Regions from separate parts of the Triticum aestivum genome. Here region 2 is linked to region 1. A link is a contact called in public Hi-C data. All regions are on one chromosome and are shown on one strand. Each heading gives the region's core, a stretch centred on a gene start, on an enhancer-like site or on the middle of the called end of the contact. The rest is flanking DNA. Distances are from core to core; before and after follow the strand shown.

Evidence for each region. Hi-C and Micro-C count contacts between places; a contact is called where the count stands out from the background.
Region 2: a Hi-C map of leaf shows a contact between it and region 1, with 5 times the contacts expected there. The contact joins the promoter of LOC123137719 here to the promoter of LOC123137718 in region 1. A contact is called at or near these places in 2 of 5 Hi-C or Micro-C datasets (both in leaf).

The regions. Positions count from the first base shown.
Region 1 is chr6B:512,551,117-512,555,266 of IWGSC CS RefSeq v2.1, reverse strand. LOC123137718 (molybdopterin synthase sulfur carrier subunit) reads right to left here and starts at 2,299. Exons shown (of 1, transcript XM_044557558.1): 1 at 1,647-2,299. The coding sequence starts at 2,154. The coding sequence ends at 1,837. LOC123137716 (APO protein 3, mitochondrial) reads left to right here and starts at 2,591. Exons shown (of 5, transcript XR_006468472.1): 1 at 2,591-3,056; 2 at 3,166-4,119.
Region 2 is chr6B:512,823,395-512,827,544 of IWGSC CS RefSeq v2.1, reverse strand. It overlaps LOC123137719 (aquaporin PIP1-1), which reads right to left and starts at 2,122. Exons shown (of 4, transcript XM_044557559.1): 1 at 1,559-2,122; 2 at 26-321. The coding sequence starts at 1,895.

The sequences.
Region 1 (4,150 bases), core at 1,050-3,549:
GCTTAATTTGAAAGAGAAGATATTCTTGTTACCTATATGAGTAGCTTCGCCCGAGTTAACTAACAAGGGTGTATGGTCTGAGATTGCACGTTGCATGGCATGTACCAATACCAATGGGTATTTTTGTTCCCATTCCACGCTAGTAAGCACTCTGTCCAACTTCACATAAGTCGGATTAGGTAACGAATTCGCCCATGTGAACTGTCTACCCGTAAGGTCAATCTCTCTTAGATTAAGGCTCTCAATAATCGCATTGAACATGAATGACCATCGGCCATCGAAATTGTTATTATTCTTCTCTTCTCTTCTAATAATGTTAAAGTCCCCTTCAACTAAGATCAGCAACCTTTCATCCCCGCAGATCCTAACTAGATCAGCCAAGAAGTCAGGCTTAAGTTCAGGTTGGGCTGCGCCATACACAGTCACTAGAGCCCACCTAAAACCATCCAACTTTGACCTCACTCGAAACTTAACAATGAAATCTCCTCGCACCACATTAATCAAATCTATAAGTGCAATTCACATTTGGTTATGGTGAAGTTGCAGTTTGTAACCGGGAGCAATGAAGAAATATCTTACCCTTTGAAGAGCTGATAGCAGATCTCTTTCAGGGCTTCTTCTTCCTCTCTTAGTTTCTTCGGACACATTCTTTCTAGACAATTCAGCCAGATTTTCCATTTTAGTTCCACTAGCTATTGATCAACCTCGAAGTGGCCGGACCCTTCCTCAGACCGTTCAAAAGCAGGAGCTACATCCAGGCTGCCCTTTTTAGCTATCGATCAACCGTATTGTGAACATTAAGATACTATCACATACAACAACTATGCGAGCATTCTGGAAGTGATTGCAGGCGAGATTCCAGACTTGTTTTAAGTTAAATAAAAGCGGCGACGTTTACCCCAAAAAAAAAGGTTAACTGGTTGAGTAAGCCAATCAGTTTTCGGGCGGTGTTTGGTTTTGGCATAGGACTAATGGCATTAATCAAATGTGTGCAATCCTTTTGAATGAAAACGACATAACCATAACTAAATGCCAGTGCAGGCGCCTACCTGAAAGCCAGGAATCCTGGTGTTTCCCCACCTAAAAATTCTGAAAGTGGCTACTTTTGCTTGCAGGCACGGCTGTTTCTGTTTGAATGGAGCATAGCAAGTATTGTTTTTGTAACAGAGAAAAAAATAGCGTTGACGGTCGATCTATCTTGTAGCTGTCCTTTTGTTTCCTGAGTTACATCCTTCTGAATTGCAAGCGTCTCCTCCAGTGCTGTCGCTTCCCGCTTTCTCATCTCATGTAGAAACCAATGTTCTAGGTCTTTAATCTATAAGGGCAATTCACATTTGGTTATGATGAAGTTGCAGTTAGTAACTGAGGCAATGAAGAAACATCTTACCCTTTGAAGAGCTGATCGCAGATCTCTTTCAGGGCTTCTTCTTCTTCCTCTGTTAGTTTCTTCGGACTAATACTTGCTAGAAAATTCAGCCAGATTTTTCATTTTAGTTCCACTAGCTATTGGTCAACCTCGAAGTGGCCGGACCCTTCCTCAGACCGTTCAAAAGCAGGAGCTACATCCGAGCTGCCCTTTTTAGCTATCGATCAACCGTATTGTGAACATTAAGATACTATCACATACAACAACTACGCGAGCATGCTTTGTGTATCTTCTCAGATTCAAAACCATATTATTCATCAACATGATTGATGAACACAAATGCCAGCGAACATCACAACTTATTATTTATTCAACGTGCACATTGATCAGGAAGCAAAGACAAGTATCGAAGAAAAGAGGAAGACCTTTCTTTCTTTCTCTCTTTCATTTTCTTCATTTTGCAGTCCCGGTCAGCCGCTGCTGATCGGCGGGATGATGGCGAGCTCGTCTCCGTCGGCGACGGGGGCGGACTCGGGCGCGTACTCCTCGTTGAGCGCGAGCACCATGGAGCGGCGGATCTCGTCCAGCTTGGGGAACGAGGCCAGCACCCGGCCGAGGCACTCCCCCGCGGTGCTCCCGGAGGGCACCTCCACGGAGGACTCCGCGACGCCCGTCAGATCCCGCGCGCGGGCGAAGAACAGCACCTTCACCCTCACCTTCGCGACGGCCGCCGCCGCCGGCGGTGATCCGGCCGCGGGGCTGTCCCCGGGAGCAGCGTCCGGAAGCATGAGGAGAGGAGGAGACCGTATTTTTCTGGACTCTCGGGTACGACTACGGGATATGACCACGACGGAGGCGGGGGAAGGAGCCAACCGAGTGGTTGCATTGACCAGAATACCCCTCGTACTTCTGACTGCTGCCCTCCGGACTACGGCGCCACCACGCCGCTCGCCGGACCCCCACACAGCACGCACCTCCGCCTGTCGCCGCCCGTAGGAGCCCGCCGGCGAAACTCGAGCATCCACTCTCGTGTGTCGTCGCACGCGCGCCAGTTGAGTTCGCTGCTCGTCAGATCGCCGTCTTTTCGCCTGGGCGTGGGCGTGGGCGTCCGCCCCCCTCGCAGCCCGGACCTCTGCGCCCCTCCCCGTCGGTGCACCCGAAGAGGCCACTCTTGCTATTCCAAGGAGCCGCCGCGTTCCAAACTTCCATAGCTCCCTCGCTTCGACCTGCCTTCTGCCCCGGATTGTAACCGGCGGCGCATCTGCGCTGAGGGCAACGTGTTCGATGAAATGCCACCGGCTGGGCTTTTGGCTCGGCGAGTCGTGCGTGGGAGAGCTGAACCGCTGCTGAGGTCTTTGCGTCCTCTCAGAGCGTCTACACGATGGCTGCACGCCGGCAGGGAGCCACAGGAAGAAGAGTTCCCTTACGCCGACGTGCCCCGGCCCGGGAGGAAATGGGAGAGGAAGCCGTACGTGACACCGATGAAGGTCCTCATCCGGAGGGCCAAGGAGGAGAGACGGGCCCGGCAGGAGACCCCGTGCCGCGTGCTGGAGCACCCGCCCGCCAACGGCCTTCTCGTGCCGCACCTCGTCGAGGTTGCGCATCGGGTACACAGAGCAAGGGAGAGGCTCCTCAGCGGCCTCGCCAGCCTTGTCAAAGGCGAAGCTGCCATCCCGGTGAAGCGATGCAGGTAAGGGGAAAACATGCACACACCAATGGCAATGTATTTTGCTTTGCATAGCCATGGTCTGTTGGATTCAGCAAGGTGGTGTGAGTAACGGTGTCAAGTGTCTGATCAGGTTCTGCTCGGAGGTGCACATCGGTGACATCGGGCACGAGATCAGGACGTGTGAGGGTCCCAACAGCGCGTCTAGGAACTCCTTGCACGTGTGGCGGCCGGGGACAGTACGGGACGTCCTCGGCTTCCCATACTGCTACCACCTGTTTGATCGCGTTGGGAAGCCCAGGGTGGTGCACAAGGAGAAGTACGTCGTCCCAAGGCTCCCGGCCATCCTGGAGCTATGCATCCAGGCAGGTGTCGACGTCGAGCGATACCCAACCAAGAGGAGGGCAAGGCCAGTCTACTCAATTGACGGCAGGATTGCAGACTTCGAGCTGGACGAAGAAGACGGCTCCTCCGAAGCAGAAACATCACCTGAAGCTTGGTCGTGTCCATTGCCGCCGCCTCAAACGAGTTCTGCTTGTACTGCCTATGCCGGTGATCGAACAGAACAAGAGATCACTGTGAGGGAGATGAGCTCCAGGACGCTGCAGTCCTGGCTGGAGATGCGGTCGGGCGCGGTGAAGCTGATGAGGAAGTACAGTGTGGTCACCTGCGGGTACTGCCCAGATGTGCAGGTCGGGCCCAAGGGCCACAAGGTGAGGATGTGCAAGGCGAGCAAGCATCAGCAGCGGGATGGCCAGCACGCGTGGCAGGAAGCCACGGTGGACGACATTGTCCCCCTGAACCATGTCTGGCACGTCCGCGACCCGGCTGGCGACAGTGTGCCTCTCGCGAACGAACTCAAGAGGTACTATGGCAAGGCCCCGGCTGTGGTGGAGCTCTGCGTGCGCGCGGGCGCCCCAATACCGGCACAGTACAGGAGCATGATGCGGTTGGACGTCGTGCCGCCCGCACGCGACGAGTACGACCTCGTTGCCTGAGAGTCAGACTGGCATTGCGGTGCCTGGTGCTCATGCATGTTTTCGACCCTCAGTTTGCCTGCATGTTGGAGCTGCGCAAGGTTGAAATGGTTAGGATTCCGATGCTATTTCTTCAGGGCA
Region 2 (4,150 bases), core at 873-3,372, 270 kb before region 1:
GGAGTAAAAGTGTAAGAGTACTTACAGGAACATGGGAGTCTCTGGCATTCCTCTTGGCATCGGTAGCCGAGAAGACGGTGTAGACCAGGACGAAGGTGCCGATGATCTCAGCACCAAGGCCATCGCCCTTGGTGTAGCCACTGGCGACTACATTGGCGCCGCCACCGTTGCCCATGTACAGACCCTGCTGGAAGCCCTTCACCACTCCAGCTCCACAGATGGCCCCCAGGCATTGCATAATTATGTAGAAGACGGCCCTGGTCAGGGACAGCTTCCTGGCCAAGAACAGCCCAAAGGTCACCGCTGGGTTGATGTGTCCTCCTGTCATTTCAGCATATAACTGAGATTAGCAGTGTCCTCACCCTCAGCTTTGGTAGTGCTTTTATTGTTACATCATATCTGTTCTCTCACAAATTGATATTTTGAGATTAACCAGGCAGAATCTGAGATTCAGGAGCAGTAAGTAGTGAGAATTGGACCACAACATTCACTGAGAGACAATTTACAATTTGACAATAAAAGAGGTTTAGTGACCACTAAATGATGTATTGCCCGTAGCAGAGTTTCAGCAAGCGAATTCCATGAAATAGTACTGCATATTGGTCACTCACTTCCAAGTGAAACCGAATCATAGTTTTAAATAGCCGGCTATAGCTCCGCTATAGCCCGCTATATAGCCTTTTCAGCAGGATGCGGCTAAATGGTCGCCTTCACAAATAGCGCGCTATAGCCCGTTATAGCTCAGCTATAGCTCCGCTATAGCTGGTTTGAAGGCCCGCCGCTATTTTTTCATAGCCCGCTATTTAAAACATTGAACCGAATCAGATCGAGTAATAAATATGGTGTTTTTTCATGTGCACCTTTGACCTTTTGAGGTTGGAATATCTAGATTTGGACATTACAGAAGCGCTGCATCAAAAGATGAGCTCTTGTGAATTGTGCCTTTGCAAGATAAATAAAACTAGGTTTACATACTGCAGCAGTACAGTTTGCGAATGAAATATCTAATACTACTAACTACTCTCGGTACTACTAGAAAACAAAGACACAGATTTTGTGCACATGGTCCAGCACGGAGCCTTAATTATCTCTCTTACTTTTTAGTTTTATGAATTTTTTGAAAGAAAGATCATATGTGTCGTATGTTCATCTTGATATATGTCAGCATGCGAAAAATTCAACTAAGAAGAGACATGAAAAAATTGGTGGGAAAACATGATATTGTTCGTCCTGTGCCAAAAAAAAAAAACAAATTGGTATCATAGTCTCAACAGACACACATTTTGTCGTTTTTGCGTAGAGTGCACGCCTAATTTAAACAAAAATGTTTTTACAACTGTTTAATAAAGTGAACGGAGAAGAGAAATTATTGTAGGTTGGACACGCAACCCACTTCACTTTTTGGAAGACAGAACTCTCTAGAATCTATGCGTTGCGTACAATAACAACAAAAAGGTACAGTACTAACTGACAGCTGCTTCAGCTCCTGTGAAGCAACGGACGGCTAGGAGTATGTAGCAAGCCAAGAAGAGGGAGAGAGAAGGGTGTGGAGAGAGACCTGAGATGCCGGCGGTGCAGTAGACGAGCGCGAAGATCATGCCGCCGAAGGACCATGCGATGCCCTGGATGCCGACGGTGGCGCACTTGGAGGGGGACTTGGAGACGCCCATGACGGTGAGCACGGTGACGTAGAGGAAGAGGAAGGTGGCGATGAACTCGGCGATGCCGGCGCGGTAGAAGGACCAGGACTTGAGCTCCCCGGGCTCGAACAGCGGCGCGGGGGGCGGCTCCTTGTAGTCCTTGTCGTCGCCGCCGCCCTGCGCCGCCGTCCCGATGGGCTGCCGCTCCGAGTACCTGTTGGCGCCCAGCCGCACGTCCTCCTCCTTCCCCTCCATCGCCCTCTCTCTCTCTCTCTCTCGCTTCCTCTCTGGCTGCTGCTCCGGGAAGGGGAAGTTGAGGCAGCGGCGGTGGGTGTGTTGTGAGCTGTGGGCTGTGAGGTGGTGGAGTGCAGGCGGGTTATAAAGGGAGGAGCGGGGGTGACAGAGTGAGGAGAGGAAGGTGGCTATGGAAAGGGGCGAGGAGAGGAGGGTGATGAGGGAGGAGCACGGGGGTGTCGAGTGGGGCAGTCCAATGGAGTGCAGTGGTAGTAGTTGGTTGCGTCGGGTGCCTTTTCCGCTTTATTGTTTGTCTTCGAGCTTATCCAATTCCAACGCTTCTTTCTCCACTCTGTTTGTCTGCACTAAGCATCATTGTTTCATCAATAATCAGATCGGATAATGAAGTACATTTACAAATACTTCCTTTCTAACAAAAATATAAAAATATATAATAGCGTTTTAGAGCAACTCCAACTCGTCGAACCAAACGGACGACGCTTTTGTCCGTCTTCTGTCCGTTTGAGTTGGCCGTTCGCTCGGCATCCGTCCTGTTTAACATTTGGGTCTGCGGTGCTCCCAAGGCGCCGACCATATTTGCCGGCATGGCCGCCCTTTTTCAACAAATATGCCAACATTTTGCATTATTTTGACAAGCAGACTTGTAAAAAATAGCATAGTTTCACAACCAAATAAAGTATAGTTTTACAACCAAATAAATTAAGCATAGTTTTACAAGCCAAATAAAAATTAAATTGTCTCAAATACATGTGAACAAAGATACATCTATTGGTTGTCAACATGAGCCCATATGCTCAACCAAATCATTTTGCAGCTGCATGTGAGTTTTCCAATCACGCATTTCATCATGAAATTGGGTGAACTGTTCAAACGTTGCCGCTCCTCCATGCTCAGGCACAACATTTTCACCCTGAACTGAAACCCTTTATCGTAGATACGTTTCGGACGCTCATCTTCTACGATCATATTGTGCACAATCACACACGTTGTCATCACCTCCCACAACTTCTTGGTGCTCCAAGTCCTAGCAGGATACCGAATGATGCCCCATCGAGATTGCAAAACACCAAAGGCACGCTCAACATCCTTCCTATCACTCTCTTGCTCTTGGGAAATTTTTTTTCCTCTTCTCTCCAACAGGGTTGGGGATTGTCTTCACAATAGTGGTCCACTGAGAGTAGATACCGTCACCTAGGTAGTATCTTTTGTCGTAGTTGTGGCCATTGATGTCAACATTCACCGGCGGGCTGTTGCCTTCCGCAAGCCTTGCAAACACCAGCGAGCGTTGAAGCACGTTGATATCATTGTGTGATCCGGCCATGCCGAAAAAAGAGTGCCAGATCCCGAGATCTTGTGAGGCCACGGCCTCAAGTATGATAGTGCAAGCCCTGACATGGCCCTTATACTGCCCTTGCCAAGCAGAAGGGCAGTTCTTCCACTCCCAGTGCATGCAGTCTATGCTGCCAAGCATCTCTCATAAGCCCCTGCTGGCATTCATCACCAACAAGTGGGCTATATCTTGAGGAGTCGGCTCTCTCAAGTACTCAGAGCCAAACACAACAATCACAACCCTGCAGAACATGTACATGGACTCTAGGCATGTAGACTCGCTCATACGGACGTACTCATCAATGAGATCACCGGGCACTCAAGCATCCGGATGGCTGCAGTGCATTTCTGATAAGATGAGAAGCCACTCTTTCCAAGGGTGTCCTCTTTGCACTCGAAATAGTTATCGTATCTGACCACCCCCTCTCTAATACGGTTGAAAACATGGCTAGCCATACGAAAACGCCGCCGGAATTTCTCATGTTTGAACAACGGGTTGGTTGTGTCAAAGTAGTCCTTCGAAAGAAGGAAATGGCCACTCTCTCGGTTGCGATTCAACGCTGGAAGGTGTCCTGGGATTGAGCCGCGGAACAACGGCCGCTGGCTATTAAGGTGGTTATGGACCAACACGGCAGCCAAGATCTACTCCTCATCATCAAACAAGGAATCAAGTCGCAAAGAAAGTTGTGGAAAAATAACTCGTAGGCGGAGTCCATTTTGTCCTTGGCAAACTATCGAACAGCTTGCGGGCACTGACGAAGGAGCTGGCCGACGAAGAGACGCGCCCCTCCCTTGGACCAGGTGGCTGGCCTGGAGACGTCCGACGACCGTGCCGGCGTCCTACGAGCCTGTCGGCGTCAGGACGAAGGAGCTGGCCGGGGCGGTGAGGTGGCTTTGATATGTCCATTTTGCATCATGCTTTTATA